2 separate regions of the Sus scrofa genome follow, and region 2 is linked to region 1. A link is a contact called in public HiChIP or PLAC-seq data. All regions are on one chromosome and are shown on one strand. Each heading gives the region's core, a stretch centred on a gene start, on an enhancer-like site or on the middle of the called end of the contact. The rest is flanking DNA. Distances are from core to core; before and after follow the strand shown.

Region 1 (7,245 bases), core at 1,254-3,753:
GAGCTGAGAGCATGAGCTCTGTCCCTGCTAAAGGCATTCCCGGGTCATCTGTAACCCTCCCTGGGCTGCAGGTCACAAAGGCAAACCTAAGTTCTTCCCCCAAAACAGACTCATGGCTTCACGTGGCCCGGGCCCTGGAGACCAGAGACAGCTCCTGAGCACAGGGCACAGTGCATCTGAGGTTTTCCAAACGGAAACCTCTGCTTTAACACACTGGGTCTCTGAACAAAGGCTAAAGCATCTGACCAGGGTTGACTCTGCCATCCCCCTCCTGCTGCTCCCACTACTTTGTCCTCCTGTCCTGCCCTCAGCACTCAGCCAGGGTTCCAACAGAGCCAAGGGGAGCCCCAGATTCCAGGCCTCAAATGCCAGCGGCTCAGCTGCTGACACCACAGTCACTGCTGGAGATGAAGGAAATGTGAAGTGAATTTAACCTGAAAGAGTGGGGAACACGGTGTCACATCACCAGGCTGCACCCCCCACTTCAGAACACCTCACTCCTCCCACCCCCACTGACAAAGAAACAGAAATACATTACAGCAGCTGGCAGACAGAACAAAGAAGAGAAAGATCATCCGTAATTCCACTACCTGAGTAACAGGCCCTGATAGATTCCTGGCATCATTTCCTTTCAGGCTTTTTTTGGAGGAGTGACCAGGCTGGCCAAGTCACTGTCCTGGGCAGAACCTGATATGGATTCATGAGGCTCACGATCATCACTTCTGTTCCATTCCTGGGCTCCCATCTCCTAGCTCCACCATGTACCACACTAGATTTAGAGCAAGTAACAACTCCTTTACTCTATCATGCAGGAAAATAAAGATAATAACTAGACCTATCTTCTAGGGCTGATGTAAGGATTGTATGCAGTAAATAATAGATGTCAGAGGTTTCTGACAGTGACACACAACCATTTAGCTACTCAATATGCAATTATTTCTCTCCTGGCTGAAAACCACCACCAAACAGAAGAGTATTGCAGTGGATTCCTATTGCTGAACGCTGAGGCTGTGTCCAATATTTTCCTACTGTAACGAGCGCAATGAAAATTAAACATCTTTATGCATAACCTTTATTCACTCTTTACATTGTTTTCTACAGCTAGATTATCAGAAATAAAATCAACAGATCCAAGGCTAGAAAGCATTTTTGTAAGTCATGATCCAGACTATCAAATCATTTACAAACTATTAGGATCGGCAATGCTCTCAGAAATTTATGAGGATGCCAACATCATGATATACTTGCAGGTTGCATGTATTATCATGAAAAGATCAGGGGCAATAATTGATGGGCTCAAAATCCTATGTAGCAAACTTGATAAATTATCTGTTGTTTGAAATTTGCTTATCTTTTTGTTTTGGCCAAGAACAAAAGGAGCTCCCAAACTCTATTTTGTGGGGTGTGTCTGGGTGGGGTCTGTGCTGGCCCCTGGGGACATCTGTCTTTGGGGTGGGGAAGGAGGCGGTCATCAAAGCACCCGGCCCATACTAGCTTTTGAACAGTGCTGCACGTGCAACAACACCACATCTGCATTCTCGCCTCTGGTCCTCACCGCAATCCTGCTTTCATCTCAACCATAGAACCTGAAGGCTCAGAGGAATTTTAAGGTAGTCACGAGCCATTAGGACAGAAGAAAACAGAGCTGGAAGGAATCAGGTCTTCCATTTCCAAGGGATAAGCTGTCTCCCTATCAGGGGGTTGGAGGGGAGCCAGGGCAGATAGGAGGTGCTTTAGTAGATGGACAATCAACAAGCTTTAGTAGATGGACAATCAACAAGCTAAGTGTTGCGGGAGACGGCAAGTGGATGGAGCCGGCCTCCACAGTCAGCCTGACCCAGAGATGAACCTTGTCTCCACCACTCACAGCCCGAGGGACCCTCAGCAAGTTGCTCCCTTTCTCTGGCCTGAAAGACACCCACTCCATGTGGGGGCTGGGCTGCAAGAGGAGGGCTGCTTCTACAAGCATTTTCACGAAGAAGTGATAACGTTGCAGACAGCTGGGGAGTGACCCCCACACCTCCCTCAGCTCACCTCTAATTCTGCTCGGGAGACTGTCACAGTTCAGCATTACACGCTTATTAGCATCTCATTTCAGAGGTCAGGGCCTGTCAAACCCAGGAGCTAAAAAGTAGAACCTTACCCTCTGTAATTTCTCATGATCACTCATGTTTGCTGTTCTTGAGAGTTAGTTTTTCAATAGCAAATGAGGATAGTGACTGAGGATTTCTGACAGATGGACAGATGCAGAGAGCAAAGGCCATCCTTGCTAGTGGAGCCTGATACTCGCAAATCCAAGAGAAAACTTCAACTACAGCAAAATGAAAATTACATATCTCTATCTCAGCAGGAGAAAAATGCCTTTGGTTCCCAGCACTTGGTTTATCATCTAGATTTAGGGCAAGTGGAAATTCCTTTTATCCTTTGCTTTGGAGACCTCTAGTGCAAAGCACAAATTTTAAACTCCAAAGGCAGCTCCTTTCTCTCCCGGGAGAAGAAATAAAAATCACCTTGCGGTAATGACTGCCACCTTGTGGCCATACATAAAACTGTCACGGGGGAAAAATGGCCAGTGTTGTTTAAAGGCTTCACCTGCGAAACAGTGGAAATCCCACATGGACACTAACATTGAGGGATATTATATACTTCAGGTTGCTCTTGAAAATTCTGCAATATATATGCTATAGTCACTGATTTTCCAATATGTCCCAGGTTAATTTCTTTTCCACTAATTGTTCTTAAGATCTCAGTCTGCTGTTCTAGCATCACGAGGACTTCCTTTAGTAGGTAAAAGTCCCCTGGACTTGAGTAGGATACAGTTCTTTATTTGTTCATTACAGTAACTTGAAACAGCCATGTCAGTCAAGGTCTGACTCAAAGGTTATCAGCCAGTTACTATCGTCTGACCAAAGTCATAGGAAACCATCTGTTTTTTGGTGCAGCCCTGGGAAGATGACCTGAGTGTGGCCCTGCCTGACCCATGGACTGGGGAGGTGAGCTTGAAGCCCAGTACCACCCACCAGTGTTCCTTCTTTCTAAGCATGTTCCTGAGCCCAGAGCCGCCACCTCACTATTCTCTGAGCAAACAATTTGTGAGGGCAGAGGAAAGGCTTTAGGGGAACAGAGTACAGAGCATGGCAAGTAGCGTTTGGGTGGTACTCCGGGTAGCAGGGGAGGATGGACAAAACTGGAGTTCTGAAGAATCATGGGACTTGGGGATAGGAAGCAGAGATTCCAGGGCAGAGCAGCAGGGCTCCTGGAGCCACTGAAGACTCTGGTGAGGAGGGTATGGCCTCAAGGAGCCCAGACCATGAGGGGCGGGAAGAAGGAGTGCCCCAGAAGCTATTAGCTGAAGCCCCGGCTCCTCAGGATATACTTGGACTGCCTGGAAGTACATGCCATGTGTCCCTCTTCACACTTCCTCCCTGTTCCCAGCTTCCAGCTTTCCCTGCTCCATCCATTCTCCAGGCTGCACATGTGACTGTGTCAACATACATGGCCCTTAAACATATGTGAAAGCTCAGCATCACTCACTGTCAGAGAAATGCCAATCAGAACTCTAAAGACACTTTTTTTCAAAACCTCTCCAACCATCAAAATGACAAGTAGCCTGCCACGATAGGAGGGTGGGGGAAATAAGCTTTCTCTCACGTGGTTTGGGAGTGAGAATTTAGAAATACAGCAAGCAGGTGGGAAGAGCTTGGGCTCAGTATTCAGATGGACTAGCCTGAAAACCTCTGCCACTTGGAAGCTAGATGTCTTCCTGCCTCAGTTTGCTCATCTGTAAAATGGGAGGGATGCTAATAGAACATACTTCATAGGATTACTGTAAGGATTGCTGAGATAATACCCATAAAGCACTTGGAACGGTACATAAGTGATAACATGTTAGCTATCTCTAACCGCAGTGAGGTAAGATATAATTTTGACTCCATCAAAATTATAAATGCATCTACTGCTGACCAAGCAAGACCACTTCTAGTAGAGTATCACATAGAAATCACAGTACAAGTACGTAAAGATAAAGTATAAGTGGACTCACTAAAACTTGGATTGAAAAAAAGTATAACCTAAATATTCAGCAATAGGAAACAGTTAAATGAAATGCATCACATTCTTAAAATAGGATACTATGCAGCCATTGGCAAATGAGACAGCCAGGTATGTACAAAGAGGAAACAATCTCAAGATATGTTATTACAGTCTTCAAAAAAATGAGGTGAATGGACATGAAAAGTGCAACATGGCAACTAGAGTTGATAACACAGCACTGCGTATGTGAAAGTTGCTAAGATAGTAGCTCTTAGAGGTTCTCATCACAAGAACAAAAACACTGTAACTATGTATGATGACGGATGTTAACAGACTTATTGTGGTGGTCATTTTATCACATATAGAAAGAGCAAGTCTTTATTTATTTATTTATTTATTTATTTATTGTCTTTTTTAGGGCCACACCCACGGCACATGGAAGTTCCCAGGCTAGGTATTGAATCAGAGCTACGCCACAGCCACGGCAATGCCGGATCCGAGCCGCATCTGTGACCTACACCACAGTTTATGGCAATGTGGATCCTTAACCTACTGAGTGAGGCCAGGGATTGAACCCATGTCCTCACGGATACTCACGGAACTCAGGTTCATTACCACTGAGCCACAATGGGAACTCAGCAAATCATTACTTTGTATAGCTGAAATTAATATAGTGTTACTTATCAACTATAGCTTAATTTTTTAAATTGTATACATTTTGCAAGCTACATTATAGAGATTTATTCCCTCAATAAAACTATTTTGGACTTTTTCTCTTAAAAAGAGGGGGGTGTACAGAATAGTGGCCAAATATATACTACCCTTTATGTGTGTTTTCTAAAATAAATATGGATGAACAAAATGTGTAGGTTTTTATGTGCAAAAAAAAATCTGTGAAAGGCTACACTGGAAACTAGTAATAATTGTTTCTTTCAAGAAAGGATATGAAGGTGTTTCTCATGGCCTAACAGTTAAGGACTCAGCATTGCCACTGCTGAAAAAGGAAATGGATACTTGGAGGATGCTTGTAATACCTATTGCAAAAATGTAGTTTTTTATACTTTAAAAATTCAATCTGATTATTCCTCTGCTTGAATGTCTTCTGTTCATCCTTAGGGACTAAAATCCAAGCTCCTTTAACAGGGCCTATGAAGCTCTCACAGACTGATCCTTACCTGGCCCACTTCTGCTATCTTGCTTCTCACCAGGCCCCTTCTTGACCTCACCTTTTATGCTCATGAGCTTTAATCACAGCCCCTGCTCCCATTTACCAGTAGCCACAGGCCTGAGCTATTTACCCTGTACTCCATGGCCTCTTTCATTCTCTTTGCCTGATGAATTCTAACTGGGCCCTCCAGCCCTAGCACAGCTGTCACTCTCCCAAGAAATGCACTGCAGCATCAATGGACCAGGAGGGAAGCCTTCATCCCGCTCCCACCACACCCTTTACTTCCCTTATGGTGGCACAGGGGAAGGGCAGGTCCCGAATTCTCCTTTTCAGAATGCCTTTGACAGCAAGTTAAGTCATATCTGTGGCAGACCCTCTTGGTGCCTTTATGGGTGCCTCTTCCCTCTCCATTGAAAGGAGAAGCCCAGGTCTGAGCCCAGTGCTAAATGAGGAGCCAGGCGCTCTGTCTGGAGGGAGGACTCAAGGTTGGCAGGAGCCAGTCACAGTGAAGCAGCTTATCTTGGCAAGGTATTGGCTTTTCCAGGCTCCCTCTCAGCTAATGGTGAGCCTGTAATTCAAGTCTTTCCCTGATATAAGGAAAGTAGCCTGTGAAGTCCTTCTGCCTCTGTCCCCTGTGCTTCCTGCTTTGGGTGCTGTTGTATGAGGTGTGACATTTAGGTCCATGGCAAATACCATGAGACCCCCAAGGGGAAGAGATGCCTCATATCACTAAGCAACCAACCCAACCCTTACACTGCTACTGTCAGACTTCTCAAGAAAAAAGTCTGAGCTAATGAACTAAACTCACCCTTTCTGTTTATTGTGTCAACCACTATCAGTCACATATTCTGTTAACTGCAGCCAAAAAGCATTCCTACATGCACACTGTGATGGGACAGCCAGACTAGAATCCCAGGATCAGTCCACAGAAGCCAGCAAAGGTCCCCGACTGAGGCCAGGAGCAATGCCTGGGGACATTACAAATCAAGGTGCCCTCTCTGGGCCTACCCTGGTCTGAACTCTTTCCCCTGGGTCAGAATGAGTTCAGCTTTTAGGAAATGAAGCCAAGGCCAAGGTCAGCAAGATAAAGGCCCATGACCGTTACTGTATTCTTAGACTTCTGTGACTTTCTCTCTGTTAGAGAAGACTTATGTATAAAGACCTTTTCCACCTTAGGACACACAAGCCTCAAAGTGATCCTTCTTCAGGACAGCATGAAAGGAAATGGTGAGTTCATTGGTTCTGGTCATCAGAAGTCACTGGATACTTCAAATGAACCCACCCTGGAAGCCATACCCCAAAGTTTCTGATACTCTATGAAACCTTTCACATCTGGTGGTCCCAACTTTTGAAGAAAGGAGGCCATTAAGGTGGTGAGTGTGAGTCCTACTTACAGGGCTCTGAAAGCAGCAGAACAACTGGGTGAGGAAAGGGTGATTGCGGGCCAAGGACAGGATCCTTTTCTCTGTCATCGTGCACTCCACGTCGTCATCCTGCAGGATAACGTCCTTCTTTAGCACCTTGACGGCATAGAGGTCTCCTGTTTCTTTTATTCTTGCGAGCATCACCTAAGGCAAATCAGGAGAAGGGAGCGTAAACATGAGAACTCTTGCAGCGCTTAGGGTGTGAGCTTGCATGGGACAGAAAGGGAAATGGGTGTGTGTACACATACACGCACATGCCAACAATACACATAAAGTATGCTTCCTCTAACCCAATGAGTTGAAGCCAAGACTCACCTTCCCAAAGCTGCCCTTCCCCAACACTCGGATGAATTCAAAGTTGTCAATCCCAAGTCGGTTGGAAGAATTAACCCCAATGCCATTTCCTTCTTTGGTGCTTTCCTTTCCCTGCCGTCTTAGGGTCGATCTGGAAACAAGCTTCTACAAAGAGCAGGAATACATCGAGTCAGAAATCACAGTGGAGCAGGAAGCATTTATGGATGGAGAAGACCTTATTTGCAGCTTCAACCCTCCCTACAACACGTGGGGAAAGATACATTCAGCTTGGCATGTGATCAGGTTCTGCTATTTCAAAACTGCTTC
Region 2 (7,245 bases), core at 2,846-5,345, 390 kb before region 1:
GCTGTGGTGTAGGCCAGTGGCTACAGCTCTGATTGGACCCCTAGCCTGGGACCTCCATGTGCCACAGGTGTGGCCCTAAAAAGATAAAAAAAAAAAAAAATCAATTTTCTCTTAAATTCTAAACATCCTAAGTCCTCAACATCTTGAGTGACTGTTTGGCAGAGGTTCCTAATCTTTACCTTCTTAGGGCCTCAAGTTGATTTTCCCTTCCCTGTTCTCGCTCCCTTCTCTCCTCCAGGATTAAGCACAGAGTGGAAACTGTTGATGGGATAAGTAGGATGGGGAAGCAGGAAATTGCAGGCTGCTAACCAGGGAGCATCGGGAGGCATGGCCTGTGGGGTAGCAGCAATCAGTCTGTGGATGGATCCGGCCAAAATCAAATAAGAGCGACCAGTACACCAGGAGCAACGAGATGGAGACCAGATGTTTCCGTGATGAAGCCAAATATTCATCTACAACAGTCCCAAAGACCCATAATGGCCCAAGATTTACAAGACATACCATAGTTACCTGTTTCCAACACTGCCCAAATATGCCTGGCTCTTCCAGAAATTATGCTTATCAATAGGCTACAGTGACTTCAACAATAAAGACTCATAAGAAGTATTAATAATGCAGCAAATGACAAAAACGGAAGAAATCACCTGGAATACCTGTTAATGAGAAAATCGAGCAACGGGTCAAATATCTACTAAGAATTACCACTTGATATCATAACCAGGCTGCCAACAGGGTGGTTTTGGGTTTTTTCCCAATTGCTTCAACCTTTTAAAGATCTTACAAAGTTGAATTATCCAAGTAAAAATATGAGTAGCCCAAGCAGAATGTAAACACCTCAGAGATCCTTGCCACTTCACTGTAACTCACTGAAAACCAAGGTGAGGCTCAGATTCCCCACTCTTCCTCTGGTATCTGCCTCAAACAGCAGGATGTCCACACAGAAGGATATTTTCTTTCTACTTGTTATATTCTTTTTGGTGAACATTATAAGTTGCCAGGCAAATATTTTTTAAAATCTCTGTATTTTATCTACATTTACATACCACATTCATAAAGAAGGTCCTTCTGGATTCTTTCCAGAAATGACTGGAGAGGATTCAGGTTTTGCTGAGCTTTAGAACAAATTTTTGTCTCAAGGGGAAATTTCTTGGGGTATAAAAATAGAGAAAGCAGTCAGCTATAGCCCTCAGGCAACACCGCCTGGGCTTGATACATGTTTGTGAGGCCATGTACTTGCCAAGCAATGACAGCACTGAAGAAGTGACTGTCATTCTCTGCATGTACTGTCTCTCACCTGTCATTCCCATACCTAAAGAGAAGGACAGGGAGCAGGGTGGCTTCAGCATCACCTGGAGCTTGATAGAAACATAAATTCTCAGGCTACAAGCCAGATTTACTGAATCACAGACCCCGGGAATAGAGATTTTCAGGGAATTTTTCATTTCCCTAGTAGGGACACATAGTAAGCCTCTCACACTATTTTGGTTTTTTTGTTTGTTTGGTTTTTGGTTTTTCGGCCCACGCCTAAGGCATGTGGAAATTTCCAGGCCAGGGATCAAACCCACACGCCACAGCAGCAGCCTGAGCTGCTGCAGTGTAGTGCCAGATCCTTACCCCACTGCACCACAAGGGAACTCCTCTCACATTACTTTGCATAGGAACAAAGATGAACTAATTATCCTCTATGCTTTGGAAACCTTTCAGAGTTTCAGCCTCATGCCAGTTGAAAATGAACATAATTAGGAACACCTAAAAATCAGTTGAAGAGTTTGAGCTGGTTGAATTTCATTACAACGTTTTCTTTTTCTTTTTCTTTTCTTTTTTTTTTTTTTTTTTTTTTTTTTGGTCTTTTTGTCCTTTTTTTTAGGGCTGCAACCGAGGCACACAGAGTTTCCTAGGCTTGGGGTATGATGGGAGCTTTAGCTGTCAGCCTATGCCAGTGCCACAGCAACGCAGGATGAGAGCCTCGTCTGCGACCTGCACCACAGCTCAAGGCAACACCAGATCCTTAACCCACTGAGCAAGGCCAGGGATAGAACCCTCAATCTCATGGTTCCTAGGTGGATCCATTTCCTCTGGGCCCTGAAGGGAACTCCACAATTTTTTCCATAAACAAACAAAACCAATGGGCTAAAGTTTGATTTTTCAGTAGAGCTGAAAATACCATGTAAGGATGTAGAAGAAACATTTTTCTAAATAAATTGGGTAGAGCATGGCCAATTGTTTCTCTCGGATACCAAATGTATCATATCTTAAATATAAGAAAATGAATAATGGAACACTGTCCCAGTGCTTTTGTAAGATGAAAAAAAAATTGCCTATAGATACTTCAAGCCCCTATGCCTTTGTTTTTCTTTTCTTTTTTTTTTTAATTTTATTGGAGAATAGTTGCTTTACAATGTTGTGTTGGTTTCAGGCATACAGTGAAGTGATTCAGCTATTTATTTTCATTCTTTTTCAGATTCTTTCCCCATATAGGTTATTATAGAATATTGACTGGAGTTCCTTGTGCTGTATAGTAGGTCCTTGCTGTTATCTGTCTTAGAGTTGTGTGTATATGTTAATCCCAAACTCCTAATTTATCCCTCCCCCCTTGCCTTTGTTTTTCTTAAGAAATATAAGGCCAATTATAATTATTTTCCTCTTTGTTGAGTCTTATTTTAATAAAAGCTGAAATCCATAATTTATTTTCCTCGACAGAAAAAAAGAGAGAGCATGAGGTAAAGTTTTTAAAAATGAGCAGAGAAAAAGAGAGGCTTGGCCTAGATGAGCCAAATCTATTATAAACACCTCTTCTCAAATTTTTCATTGAAAAAGGGGGAGAGGATGTTGGTATCTTCATCCATATAAACTGATGGCAAAGAGAAAGGGCAACCGCCCTGCAATAACAGCCAACTCTGTGTTTATCCCAGTGCAGGAGATGTGACAGCTTGTCCTGACTTTAAAGATAAAGCAACTGAAGACATCTGCCATGGTCCCACAGAAGTGAATTTGAAAGATTGAAAATACAGGTGTGTTTGGCTACAAAACCCAAGCTCTCTGAACTATAGCAAAGCTGGGTTCTTTGCGGGGATGGTAGTTTAAGAGAAAAAGAATAATAAATTACTGCAGAAATTTTGACCCCATCTTTGTCCCTTCTCACCTCTCAAAAATGCCTACTAAAGGGCCTCTCTAGCCAGTATACCATTCACTCACTCATCAAGTCCCTCACATGCGCCAGGTCTGTGCTGCTCAGACATAACACCTCCTACAAGGTAGGTGTGCAGCAGGTGTGACCAGTGGTTTTACTCTTACCTCCCTTTGAGGTTCCATTAACACGTATCCAGCTTCCCATACACGTAACTTAACCAGCCTTCATAGACGTGACTCCATTTCCCAAAGGACTGAGCCAAGAAAGCAGTGGTGCCAAGATGCCAAAAGAAGGCCAACCCGGCGCCTTCCAACATGTCCATTCAGTAGTTTTAACCTGACACGTCCGTCCACATACTCATCTCGTCACCGTCCACGGTGACCAGCCACTGTCTTGGCCGCTGGGAACATGTCCCGGGAGGGGCCCCGGGGCGGCCCAGTAGTCAAGCCACCTTTATGCCCAGAAGTCGAGCTTGCAAACCCAACCCAGAAGCCGAGTTGAACCTTGAACTCAGCGCGAAAAGCTCGCGGTGCCTGGGTGGCTTAACTCCCTGAAGGCCGGCCCTGGACCCGGGGACACCCCCCCACCCCGCGAAGGGCTTCGATGGCAGGCCCCGAGGCATCGCGCGTCCCCTCCACCCCAGCGCCCGCCGTCCTTCTGCCACATCCCTCGCGGACCGGCGGCCAGAGCCACCTGCGCCTCCCCAGTCCTGCCGGGTAACACAAGGTGATGGGCAGAGGGATTAGTGGGCACCGGGCCGCGGCTCCCGCAAGCCTGGCACAAAGGCGGGCGTCGGGAAGAGGAAAACTTCCCGCACCTGGGTCCCGCGGCCTCCCGCTCCGGGCCTCCGCCGCCGGAGGGCACTTACTGTCGGTCGCCATGGTCCGGCGGAGGGCTGCCGGGCTGCCGCCGGCGCCTGGGATACCGGCGCCCAACCGGGCCGGCGCGCTCCTCGCCAGGCCCCGCGCGCTCGGGGGCCGCGCCGCGCACAGCCCCTCCCGCCGCGCGCCCCCGCAGCGCCGCCGCCACTGGCCCAGCTGCCCTGCCCACGCTGCGAGCGCCCAGCCCCGCGGGCAGAGCGGCCCAAGACCCCGCGCCCCGCGGCTGACCCTCTCCTCTCCGCCCCTCCCGTAGACCGTGAATGCAGCCGCTGGGAAAAACGCTCTTGGCCACGCTCCTTTTCCACTCTCTTCTGTGCTACGTCCCTGTTTTTGTCTCACCTTTTCCAGGGTCCTCATCCCTGCTTCGACCTTCGTGCCTGCGGTTTGGGACCTAGAGTCGGTGGGTCCCAGCCGCTGGAAGGAGCAAAGCAGGAAGAGTTGAGAGTGGGAGGTGACGCTCAGCCAGGTGCAGGACATTAATCTCCAGGCGCCAAGAGAACTCCTGGGAAAACTGCCCAACAGCATCCTGGTAGCTTCCAGCGGTCTTGTGCTCGCTGGTGTTTGGTCTCCGATGTGAAACGAGTGTCTGACACACAGTAGGGTCTCAGTAAATATCTGTTGAGGTGAGGATGGATGGCTATATAACAGAGGCCCATGGGTATATATGAATGATTGAATAAATGTCCAACTAACTGGATGCGGGGGCATGAGTAACTGATTGACAACGGAGCCAAACCCAGCTTTACAGCTGACTGTGAGTGGACTCTTGAGTAAGCAGATGAGCCTAAAGGAGTGAGCCAGTGAATGAATTCCGCGCCTCACAGGCCCTTCCTGATTCAGGAGGGCTCTGAGCTGAAACCACCCGTGAGAGTTGTATTTATGGTCTTGAAGTCCAGGATCCTATTTCTGATGGACTCTCGGTATGTGAGATCCCCATATCCATTATGTAAAGAATCAAATAACTCAAACATAAAGCATAGGACAGCGATTTCCTTCTTATAGACATATCTGTTTGATGCATTTGGGGAAGCACCCTCAGCACCATCAGTAGGGATCCTCCCATCCCCGGGCTAGGCTTAAGAAGACACTGGAGTAAGGAGAGGCAGACCAGGAAGCAAGCAGGGGACAGGCCAGACATCCTCTCTGATCACTGTGGAGTACAGATGAGGGAGACACTGATATTCTGCTTGGCCTCCATCCACATCCAGAGCCAGGATATCTGCAGTGGGGTGAGGAGCATTGTGTTGTGTTTGATTCTGTGTGTTTCACACAGGTGATTCTGAAGCATGCTTCTACTTAACCATATTTGACTTTCATACCATCCATCTGCGGTCAGCTCGAAAGCAAAAAGGGAAATAGATTAGATGGAGAACAGTAGTAAAAAGAGGATTCAAGGTGAACCCGGAGTTTTGACCCTGTGGGAGGTTCACAAATCAGGAGTTTAAGCTGGTTTGAGGAGGAAGATGGTGATTTGGGCCTGGACTCATTTGAAAGGTCGATAGAACATTTGTAAGGTTGCTTAATTTTTTTTTGCTTTGTTTTTTAGGGCTGCACCTTCGGCATATGGAGGTTCCCAGACTAGTGGTCAAATCGGAGTTACAGCTGCCAGGCTACGCCACAGCCACAGCAACACCAGATCCAAGCCACATCTGTGACCTACACCACAGCTCACGGCAACACTTGATCCTTAACCCGAGCAAGGATAGGATTGAACCTACATCCTCATAGATCCTAGTCGGGTTCATTAACCACTGAGCCACAAAGGGAACACCAGCTTCTTTATTCATTAATTCAACCTACTTGTCTCATTCAGAAAGGAAAAATCATAAAGTACAGGTTTAATAATCATTTTCTGAAGGACTGATCAGTTTGAAAGCATGTTTATTAACCTGGAGCCAGATGTCAGATGACAAGGGGTTAAGTAATAAGTACATCTTCCAAGCGGAGCAGCCCTCGGTGTAGATAATTCTCTCCAAAAGTTTGGCGGTACAGGGAATGAGAAATTGAGAAAGCGAGCAGGGGTGAAGTGAGACTGGTTTTTTGGTTTTATTTTTTAAGATAGAGGACTATTTGGAAGGAAATATATTTCTGTCCATATATTCAAATATATGTAAAAGGAATAAGTTCACTCTTAAGTTAACTTACTGGCCCAAGTCTGTATTCCACCTATTGTGAGGAAGCTTGATTTACGTCAGTTGGGAGTGAAGTCCATCAATTCAGAGGCAATTCAGAGGCTTCCCTCCCCACTTTTCATGGAGGTTGTATCCATGTTTGGAGGAAAGTTTTGGATAGCGTCGCAGATGTGAAAAGGTATCTGAGAATCAACAATACTTCAATAAAACTTTCAAAAATGAAAAAAAAAAAAAAAAAAGGGACGTCTGGCCCTCAGGTACCACCTCCTCCCTGTGAGGGACCATTTGTCTGGATTTCAGAGCTCATCAGATCTCCCTGATCCGGAACATGCCCCAGTTATCCGTCCATGACTGTGGCAGCCACTGCTTGGTCCTCTCACCCACACCCAAAGCCTCTCTGGGTTGGTCTTTTTCTCCTTGAATTTCCCCATTGATCTTGAGGGGAAGGAGGGCCAGGTGGCCATGCCATTCTGGGTAAACATGTAAATCTGGGCAGGAGCCTGAGGCCTTTTCTCACCCCATCATTCCTTTGTCATCTTTCTCTTCCTGTGGTGATCGAGAAGCACCCCTCACGGCTTGCCAACAAACCAGATGTTAAGTATGATGTCAGACAGAGGACCCCTTAAGTTCCCAATCCACCTGGAAGTTCTACTGGTCACCCACTGGTCCTGTCTTTTCTCTAAGAAAATGAAAGGAATGAATGAAGGATGTTTTCAATTACATACAACTGCATAAGGGTGGCTTCAATAGTAGGAACATAGGATTATCTCACAGAACAAGGAATGCAAGGTGGGTGGTCCTAAGGTTAGTTTAGCATCTCAGGAATGTCACTGGAAACTCAGACTGCTCCCATCTTCCTACTCTGCCATTGTCAGGCTTTTGGCAGCAGCTCCCCTTCATGATCACAAGGAGATACAAGCTCAGACGCTCACATGATACCTTTCCAAAGGAGGGGGGAGGGGTACCCTTCTCATCTCTCTCTCTCTGCCATCAGTGATGGCAATCTTTGTACAAGATCCCTCCATCAACTCTAGTTGTAATGGGAGTTCCCATTGTGGCTCATCGGAAATGAATCTGACCAGTATCCATGAGGATGCAGGTT

What was found. HiChIP or PLAC-seq counts read pairs in DNA pulled down with a chosen protein or histone mark.
Region 2: an H3K27ac HiChIP or PLAC-seq map of alveolar macrophages shows a contact between it and region 1. The contact joins the promoter of SYT16 here to the enhancer-like site in region 1. A contact is called at or near these places in 12 of 47 Hi-C or Micro-C datasets (blood, embryonic fibroblasts, fibroblasts and 5 more) and 2 of 2 datasets of contacts at active chromatin or transcription factors (alveolar macrophages and skeletal muscle).

Annotation. Positions count from the first base shown.
Region 1 is chr1:190,342,314-190,349,558 of Sscrofa11.1, reverse strand. PRKCH (protein kinase C eta type) reads right to left here. Exons shown (of 14, transcript XM_021062478.1): 8 at 6,940-7,083; 9 at 6,595-6,768. Among named protein-coding and RNA genes, the nearest start is that of PRKCH, 140 kb to the right of the region's middle. Within about 2 kb of position 2,503, at least 10 of the 83 cell types and tissues checked have an H3K27ac peak or open chromatin away from gene starts, as enhancers often do. A contact at or near this core is called in alveolar macrophages, omental adipose tissue and retroperitoneal adipose tissue, where this site is marked.
Region 2 is chr1:190,732,747-190,739,991 of Sscrofa11.1, reverse strand. SYT16 (synaptotagmin-16) reads right to left here and starts at 4,095. Exons shown (of 10, transcript XM_021062549.1): 1 at 3,999-4,095. The coding sequence starts at 4,011.